Linked DNA regions of Mus musculus: region 2 is linked to region 1. A link is a contact called in public HiChIP or PLAC-seq data. All regions are on one chromosome and are shown on one strand. Each heading gives the region's core, a stretch centred on a gene start, on an enhancer-like site or on the middle of the called end of the contact. The rest is flanking DNA. Distances are from core to core; before and after follow the strand shown.

Evidence for each region. HiChIP or PLAC-seq counts read pairs in DNA pulled down with a chosen protein or histone mark.
Region 2: an H3K4me3 HiChIP or PLAC-seq map of embryonic limb bud shows a contact between it and region 1, with 3 times the contacts expected there. The contact joins the promoter of Scube3 here to the promoter of Nudt3 in region 1. A contact is called at or near these places in 4 of 39 promoter capture datasets (the SN4741 cell line, cranial neural crest, hippocampal neurons and 1 more), 4 of 115 datasets of contacts at active chromatin or transcription factors (T-cell acute lymphoblastic leukemia, embryonic limb bud, embryonic stem cells and 1 more) and 1 of 9 other capture datasets (pancreatic islet).

Annotation. Positions count from the first base shown.
Region 1 is chr17:27,621,570-27,625,102 of GRCm38.p6, forward strand. It overlaps Nudt3 (nudix (nucleotide diphosphate linked moiety X)-type motif 3), which reads right to left and starts at 1,883. Exons shown (of 5, transcript NM_019837.2): 1 at 1,518-1,883. The coding sequence starts at 1,616.
Region 2 is chr17:28,140,585-28,144,117 of GRCm38.p6, forward strand. Scube3 (signal peptide, CUB domain, EGF-like 3) reads left to right here and starts at 1,725. Exons shown (of 22, transcript NM_001004366.2): 1 at 1,725-2,026. The coding sequence starts at 1,942.

The DNA.
Region 1 (3,533 bases), core at 633-3,132:
ACAAGTCAGTCCTACCCCTGGTCTGACCTACACAAGGCAATAGGTGGCCAAACTGCCGCCAGTCCATTGTAAAACTTCTAACCAAAATTAGAAAATCGGTTGTTCCTTTGTTAAGGATCTTGAGTTTCTAGTATTTATCCAAAATATTCACATTTTCACCTCTAGGATGATCTTCTTAAAACAAAGGGTTTTGCAGTGTTCATGACTAAATTACACAGCCTTCTACTTTAAACTTGGCCAGACCTAACCACAGCACTGCAGTGAGGCATGTCATTATGCTAATTCCTTTTCCTCCCGCTAACAGCCCAGATCCCATCTGACTTCCCATATGATAATGAAGAAAACAAAGCTTCTAGAACAGCCTTCACCATAGACAGTTTTACCTCACGTATTCCAAAGCCAGCGCATCATTTAAAACTTGACCTTGCTTACTTACAAAGCGCGTCTTTCGGGGACCTTTGGTAATGAAGGAAAGTAACAAAGTATACATTTCCAAAACTCCTGTTTTGCAATCCCTCAACAGCACAAAGAATGCTTTCACGGATTTTCTTCAGGCCGTCATTTCATTTAAATTCCCCCTCCTCCTCCTCCTCTTCCTCCTCCTGAGTATCTACCGGACAGTGATTCCTGGTAGTCCATCCTCCCTTTCATCAGAGCCTTTCATAACTAACGGGTCAAGTTCCTGTCGCCCATTTCAACACGATGCACCGTACTGCAGGCTTGCCACCCCAGCCCACCGCCGAGGGCCGGGATAAAACATACTCAGTTTCACTGCCCTTCATTGTTTTCAAGCGAACTGCCATCTTACCACCATGCACACACACGACAGCAATGTGTCCCCACAGGCATTTTATGAATTTCCAAAGCAGCTATTCTTTGTGGATTTACAAACCACGCGCCTTTCATGAATCTCGCTTCATCACCACAGAAACGGCTTTGTGAAGCCGAAAAAAAAATTTTTTTTTAAGTTCCTTAAGGAAAAAGGAACAAGACTCTAAAACGTTCTATTATCCTAGCTTACCCTACGACTCATCCTATTGGGCACAGCAGAGAAACGTCGGGACAGAGATCTTCATAAATACAGCTTTTGATGGTCGTGAAGTGTTCCGGTCAATATGAATAACAACCTCGACGACAACCGTGTCCAGTGCCCTTTCTTTTCAGGCTCCAACCATACGGACTCAGCAGCTCAACGTTAGAATCGAACGGCTGGCCCCGGCTTGTCGCTGCCAGTGCTCGCCCGCAGCCACCTCCCCTCGGCCAGCAGCAACCCTGCGGGGAGGGAGGGAGGGAGGGAGCGGCCCTCCGCTCCGCCACAAAGGCCGGCCTGCGCCCCATGCACGTGTGCCGAGCGCCGAGCTGCCTAGCCACTGCCCCGGGCGAACGGCGGCCAACCCCCGACGGCCCGCCGCGGGATGGCATCCCGCTGCCCCGGGCCCTCTCCACTCCGCTCCCCACCCCCCCTTCTCCCCAGGAAACCCCGTCGGGCGCCGCCGACCCCCGGCAGGGCGCCTCACCTCCTCCTCGCTCTCGCTGCGGAAGCACAGGCACGCGGCCCGCTTCTTGTAGCCGTCGCCGTCGTAGGTGCGGGTCTGGTTCGACTTGAGCTTCATCATCCTCCGGGCCCGGGTGGGGGGTGCCGTGCGGGGCCTCGGAGTCCAGGGAAGGGGAGCCTGCTGCAGGCGGGCGGCCGCGCGCGCGCGCGCCCCAGGCTCGATCGAGAGGGCGGGGAGGAGGGTCTGTGTGTCCGCTACACGGCTCCGCGGCGGGACAGCCTCATTGCCCCCGGCCCAGGCCCTGCGCCGCCGTCACGGCCGCCGTCGCCACCGCCACCGCCCCCTCTACCGCCGCCGCCCCCGACGACGACCGCGCCGCCATTTTGGACGCGCTGCGTCAGCTGCGTAAGGCACGCGGGCTCGCCGGACGGCCGCGCGTGCGCAGCGCGGACGGCGTTCCGGAATCGCGCCCGGCGCGGGAGAGCGTCTGCACTGAAGGCCGCGGAAGCTGGCGCGGCTGCTACGCAGACAGCGTAGGGCTGGGGATGGCGGAAGCCGGGTGAGGCGCGGCGCGTGGGCACCACCCGCGACCCCACGGTCCCGGGCGCCGCTGGGCAGAGAGCAGGGGCCCGCCCAAGGTCACCGGCTGAGCGGCCCAGCCCGATCCAAGGTCGCGCCGCTCAGATGACAGGGAGAGTGACAGCGCCGCTCTGCTGTCCCTCGCCGCAGACTGTCAACCTTAGCTGCTGGGGATCAGGAGTGGGGCGGGGCGGGGCTGCTCTTTGCGGTCAGTTGGTAGCTGTCTGGACATATGTGCGTCCTGCAGCCATTTGTGCAAAAAAGGCAAAAGCTGCCACTTGCCTGGCGACATGCTTGAGGGACTGGGTTCGAACCTCAGCACTGCAAAAAAGAAAATAAAAAAGGAAGGAAAGAAAAGAGAGAACGCCATCCTCTTAAACAGGAGCAGAAAGGGAGAGACTGTAAGAGTGTGCACAGCACACGTACGTAAATCATGAAATATGGTTTCTGGCCGTGACTATAACACTGGGATGACCCTCTTAGAGGACGTGAAAGTGGGCTACAGCGTTCCTGCAACAAAACGGGCACCATTACCGTGTGCTAAACGTTTAGAAAATTCTGTCAAGATATTCAAGATTTATAAATAAATCCCAAAGCGCACAGCGTACGTTTGTGGGGACAGGTGTGTGCGCCATGATTGCTTCTGTGAGGTCAGAGGGCAACTTAAACGAATCCATTTTCTCCCACCACAGAGGACCAGGAGACTGAATTTAAGTGGTCAGGCCTGGCTGCAAATGACCTTTCTGGGATATCTGACGGGTCCCCGTTACCTGTTTTAATCATCTTGTATGTAGTATACTTCATTAATAATCTAGAGGGGCCCAAGAGATGTGTCAGTTTAAAAGGGCACTGGCCATGGAGCCTGACCACCTGAGCTAGATCCCTGGCACACATAGCGAAAGGAGAGAACCAACTCCCACAAGCTTCACCGCTACATGTGCTCTATGACATATGTGTCCACACATATTCTAACTTCTTTAAAAACTAAATGAAGGGGCTGGAGGGATGGCTCAGTGATTAAGAACACTGGCTGTTCTTCCAGAGGACCCTGATTCAATTCCCAGTATATGGTAGTTCACATGGTACCATACAGAGTAGCTCACAACTGTCTGTTGGCTCCTTCACACAGATATATATACAGCCAAAACACCAATAAAGTAAAAATGTAAAAAGTCTGGCTGAAAAGGTGCCTCAGGGATAGGAGCGCCTGAAAATGTCCAAGTGTCCAGGAAGCAGAAAGCACTGGGCGTTATCAGTAATAGCTAAATACAATTTAAAACTGAAATTTGCCTAGTTTGTATGAAACTCTAGATTCCAAATTAACTAGGCAATGGCAGTAATCCAAGCACTGTGGAGACAGAGGCAGGAAAATCAAGAATTCAAGGCCATCTGTGGTTACACAGCAAGTTTGAGGTTAGCCTAGGCTACATGAAACCCCGTCCCAAAGGGGCTCAGCAG
Region 2 (3,533 bases), core at 475-2,974, 520 kb after region 1:
TCCAGCTTCCACATAATTGGTGGCAGCAGGCAAGGCTGCTCCAGAGGGAGGGGTTTACCAGAGGAATGGGGGAGGAAGGAATCTCAGGAGTGACAGGGCTGGGAGGGACCGTGTAGGGGGGTCATCTGACCAACCTTTCTGTGGCCTCCACTCCATTCCCATGACCTGTGTGTTCACCTCGCCCGCGCCATCTCTCGCATTGTACAAGGGGCCTCGAGGGTTCCTCTTCCTGGCTTTCCAGGGGCAGCGTCCCCTCAGCATCCTCTGGCCCAATAAACCCATCCTCCTTTTCTAGCTGGGGAAACTGAGGTCAATCGAGATGGGACCGGAAGCCAAGAGGCTTCTCAGGAGCTGGAACTGGGAAGTCAAAGCCTCTTTCTCTGTTCGTTCTCTTACCCTTTCATTTAATCCCTGCTAAAGGGAGGGCTCAACTCTTCTCCAGGGTAGGCAGGCGTCTGCTTACAGAGCCCACCCCCACCCCAGCTGAAGCCCGCTGCCAATGCCAAGGGTTTGAGGACTGAGTCATCTTTAGGGAGACCTTGGTCATTGCCCAGTTTTCCTGGGTACCCTGGGATTTTTTTTTTTTTTCCTGCACAAAATTGGCTCTGAAGCAGGCAGGACTCTGAGGCCTGGTACAATTGGCTCAGAGCGACTAAAGGGATAGGGGGAAAGGGGACAGTGTCCAGGACCCAGGGGAACTTGCTCCATCGGCAGAGTGTCTCTACTTTAAACCTAATCTCTGCTGCCAGTGAGGTTAGCACTGGAAGCCGGTTTGGAGAGATTGTACAGAGCCTTTGTGTGTGCCAAAGATGATCGTGGGGTAGCTTCTACCGGTGTGCTGAGCACTAGACAGTGCATATGGGAGCCACGCCGAGAAGGGCGTCTCAGCGGGCTACCTTCAACGCCCACAGAGCCTGCCCTTGGAGCCGGGCAGTTTTAGCCAGGACTCATCTGAGTATGAGGATTGTGTCCAGAGGGTGGGAGTGACTTTAGGGCTAAAGGTTCGGAGGACGTTCCTTGGACCGGAGTCCCAGCCCATCTCTGTTCCGAGGTGCAGCCCTTCCAAGCTTTCTCGACACCTCGCGCCCTCTTTGTCTCCCCGCCGAGGTGCGCGTGCAGACCTTCGCCGTTCGGCCCTCCTGACGTGCGAGCGCGGGGGGCGCACCCTCGGCTCCCCCGCTAGCTCCCCACAGGGAACGAGCGGACGAGCCGGAGCCCCGGTGCTGTTTGGTCTGGAGCGGAGCGGGGGCTTGCATTGATCCATTGATTGTGCGCGGTCTGCGCCTGACCTCCCTGCTCCCGGGGAAGCCGTCTCCATGGAGACCGGGCCCGCTCCCCCAGCGCCGGATTGTAAATTCCTGCAGGCAGCGGCCCGGCAGCCTGGGGAGGGGGCCGCGCGCCCGGGCGCGCAGGGGGAGCGGCCGCCACGCCGAGGCCCCCTTTGAAAGAAAAAAAAAAAAGGGCACGAAAAAGGAGGTGGAGGAGGAGGAGGACGGAGAGGAGAAGCAGGAGGGGCAGTGGGAAGGGGAGGAGGAAGAAAACGAAAAGGAGCAAGGAGAGGAGGAGAAAGAGGAGGAGGAGGAGGAGAAAGGCGAAGAAAAACAGACGGAGCCCGGGAGACGAGAAAGCAAGGGAGGAAGAAAGAGGCAGAAAGGGCGTGTTTAGGCGCTACGTCTCCCCTCCCCTTTCTCAGGTCCCAGCTCCGGCTCTGCGCGCTCGCTCTCAGGCTACAGCTCCCCGCGGGCGAAGCTGGGCGTCGGGTGCGATAGCCCGGGCCGCCCCTCGGGCCGCCGCCCCGCGCCTGCCCGCGTTCCCCACCGCGCGCTCCCCACGCCCAGCCCGGAGCCTCCGCGGGGCGCCTTCCAGTCCCCTCCCCCTCCTCCTCGCGCCCTCCCCGGGGCTGCGACACCCCCGCGGCCCCGCCGCGCGGAGCTCCAGGCCATGGGCTCGGGGCGCGTCCCCGGGCTCTGCCTGCTCCTCCTGCTGGTCCACGCGCGCGCCGCCCAGCATGGCAAAGCTGCGCAAGGTAAGGGAGGCGCGGTGCGGGATTGTGGGGCGGCGGGGCGGCGGGACAGAGGGGCGGCGGGACGGCGGGGCCCGAGCCACCAGGGCAGGTGTCTAGAAGTGCGTGGCTGTCAGGACCCGGCCCTGTGCCCCCCGACTCTTCGGCCAGTGGGGCACAGGGACGCTAGACCTCGGGGCGCTGCGCGACAGGCAATAGCGCCTGGGGAGGGGGGCGGCCAGCAGAAAGGAGCATGCATGCACTTCTGCCGGCTTCCCTGCCACCATCTAGCATCTTCCTCCGAGGTCAGAGAGAATCTTCTCTCAAACATTGCCAGGGACTCCACTTTGGAGCTTGAGACTGAGGGAAGGAAGTTTTCAACTCTGCTATACGCTTCGTAACCTCCTCCCCTGCCCGCATGAGGCAGAGTCAGGCCGAAATTTCGAAGTTACCGTCTTATCAAGTCGAAGGATGTTAAAGAAAAACACCTCTTTCGCGGTGAAACCGACTGCCTGTCACAGAATAGTAGGAGCAGTAGGAGAAAATGTCTGTGACTGCCTTCTGGCACGAACGTTGCGTTTCTGCCTTTGGGGGGGGGGAATCCCTTTCGTCTCGCATGGCTTTCATTTCTTATCATAATATTTATTTATTAAGGCCTGGGGTTTCCAATTCCATTTAAATCCAGGTTAGAATTGCATTAAAATAACAAAGTAAAATTCCAGGCTGGGAGCTCTGACAGATCCCTCTAGGAATTAGAGGGAGACTGGGAGGCCCTCCTGCCCCGGTCCCTGACCCCGCGCTCCTGGGCCAGCCAGTCCCAAGGCTGCGCTGGCAGAAACCAGGCTGGTGTCCCACAGTTCTCTGGGGACAGCCTCCCCTCCCCCCATTGACCTGCTGTACCCCTCCCCCCACGCTGTCCTCACCCAAAAGAGATTTATATGGACAAAAAGAAAATTCCTCTTAGCAAGATTTTGCCTGGGGAGGTAGATTCTGTCTATTGTCCTGGGGGTTCCTGAAGCCAGCCAGGGATGAAGAGGTGTCTGAGTCAGGAGGAAAGTTGAACTTGGGAGTTGAGGAAGTCGTCGAGTTGTCTGGCAGTCAGTCAGTCGGGTCAGTGTGTCGGGGGCGGGGGGGGGGGGGGGGCGGGCGGGGTGTGTGTGCTGAATCTTAAACTGGGCTATGCCAGCAGCTTTTCACTGTTGGTAGAAGGTGCTAAGCTAACACCTCCCTCCTCGTCCAAAACACTGCCTCTTCCCTTGCCCCCTCAGACCTGTCCATTAACATAACCAAACACGAGAGCCCCTCAGCTGTCAAGTACCAGACCCCACCCTCACTTCCTTCCAGCTTCAAACTGCCGCTTCTGCAGCCTTCGTACCAGACAGCCCGCTGCTGCCGCCGCCTGGAACAGCCCCTCTCCCCACAGAGGATTTGCTTGTGTGTTTTCGTAAACAAAGCTGGCTTTTGTAGTGCATGCTGACTTACTCATAACATGGAATTAGCTAGGGAGTTTAGTCTGAGGAAGGAACAGATT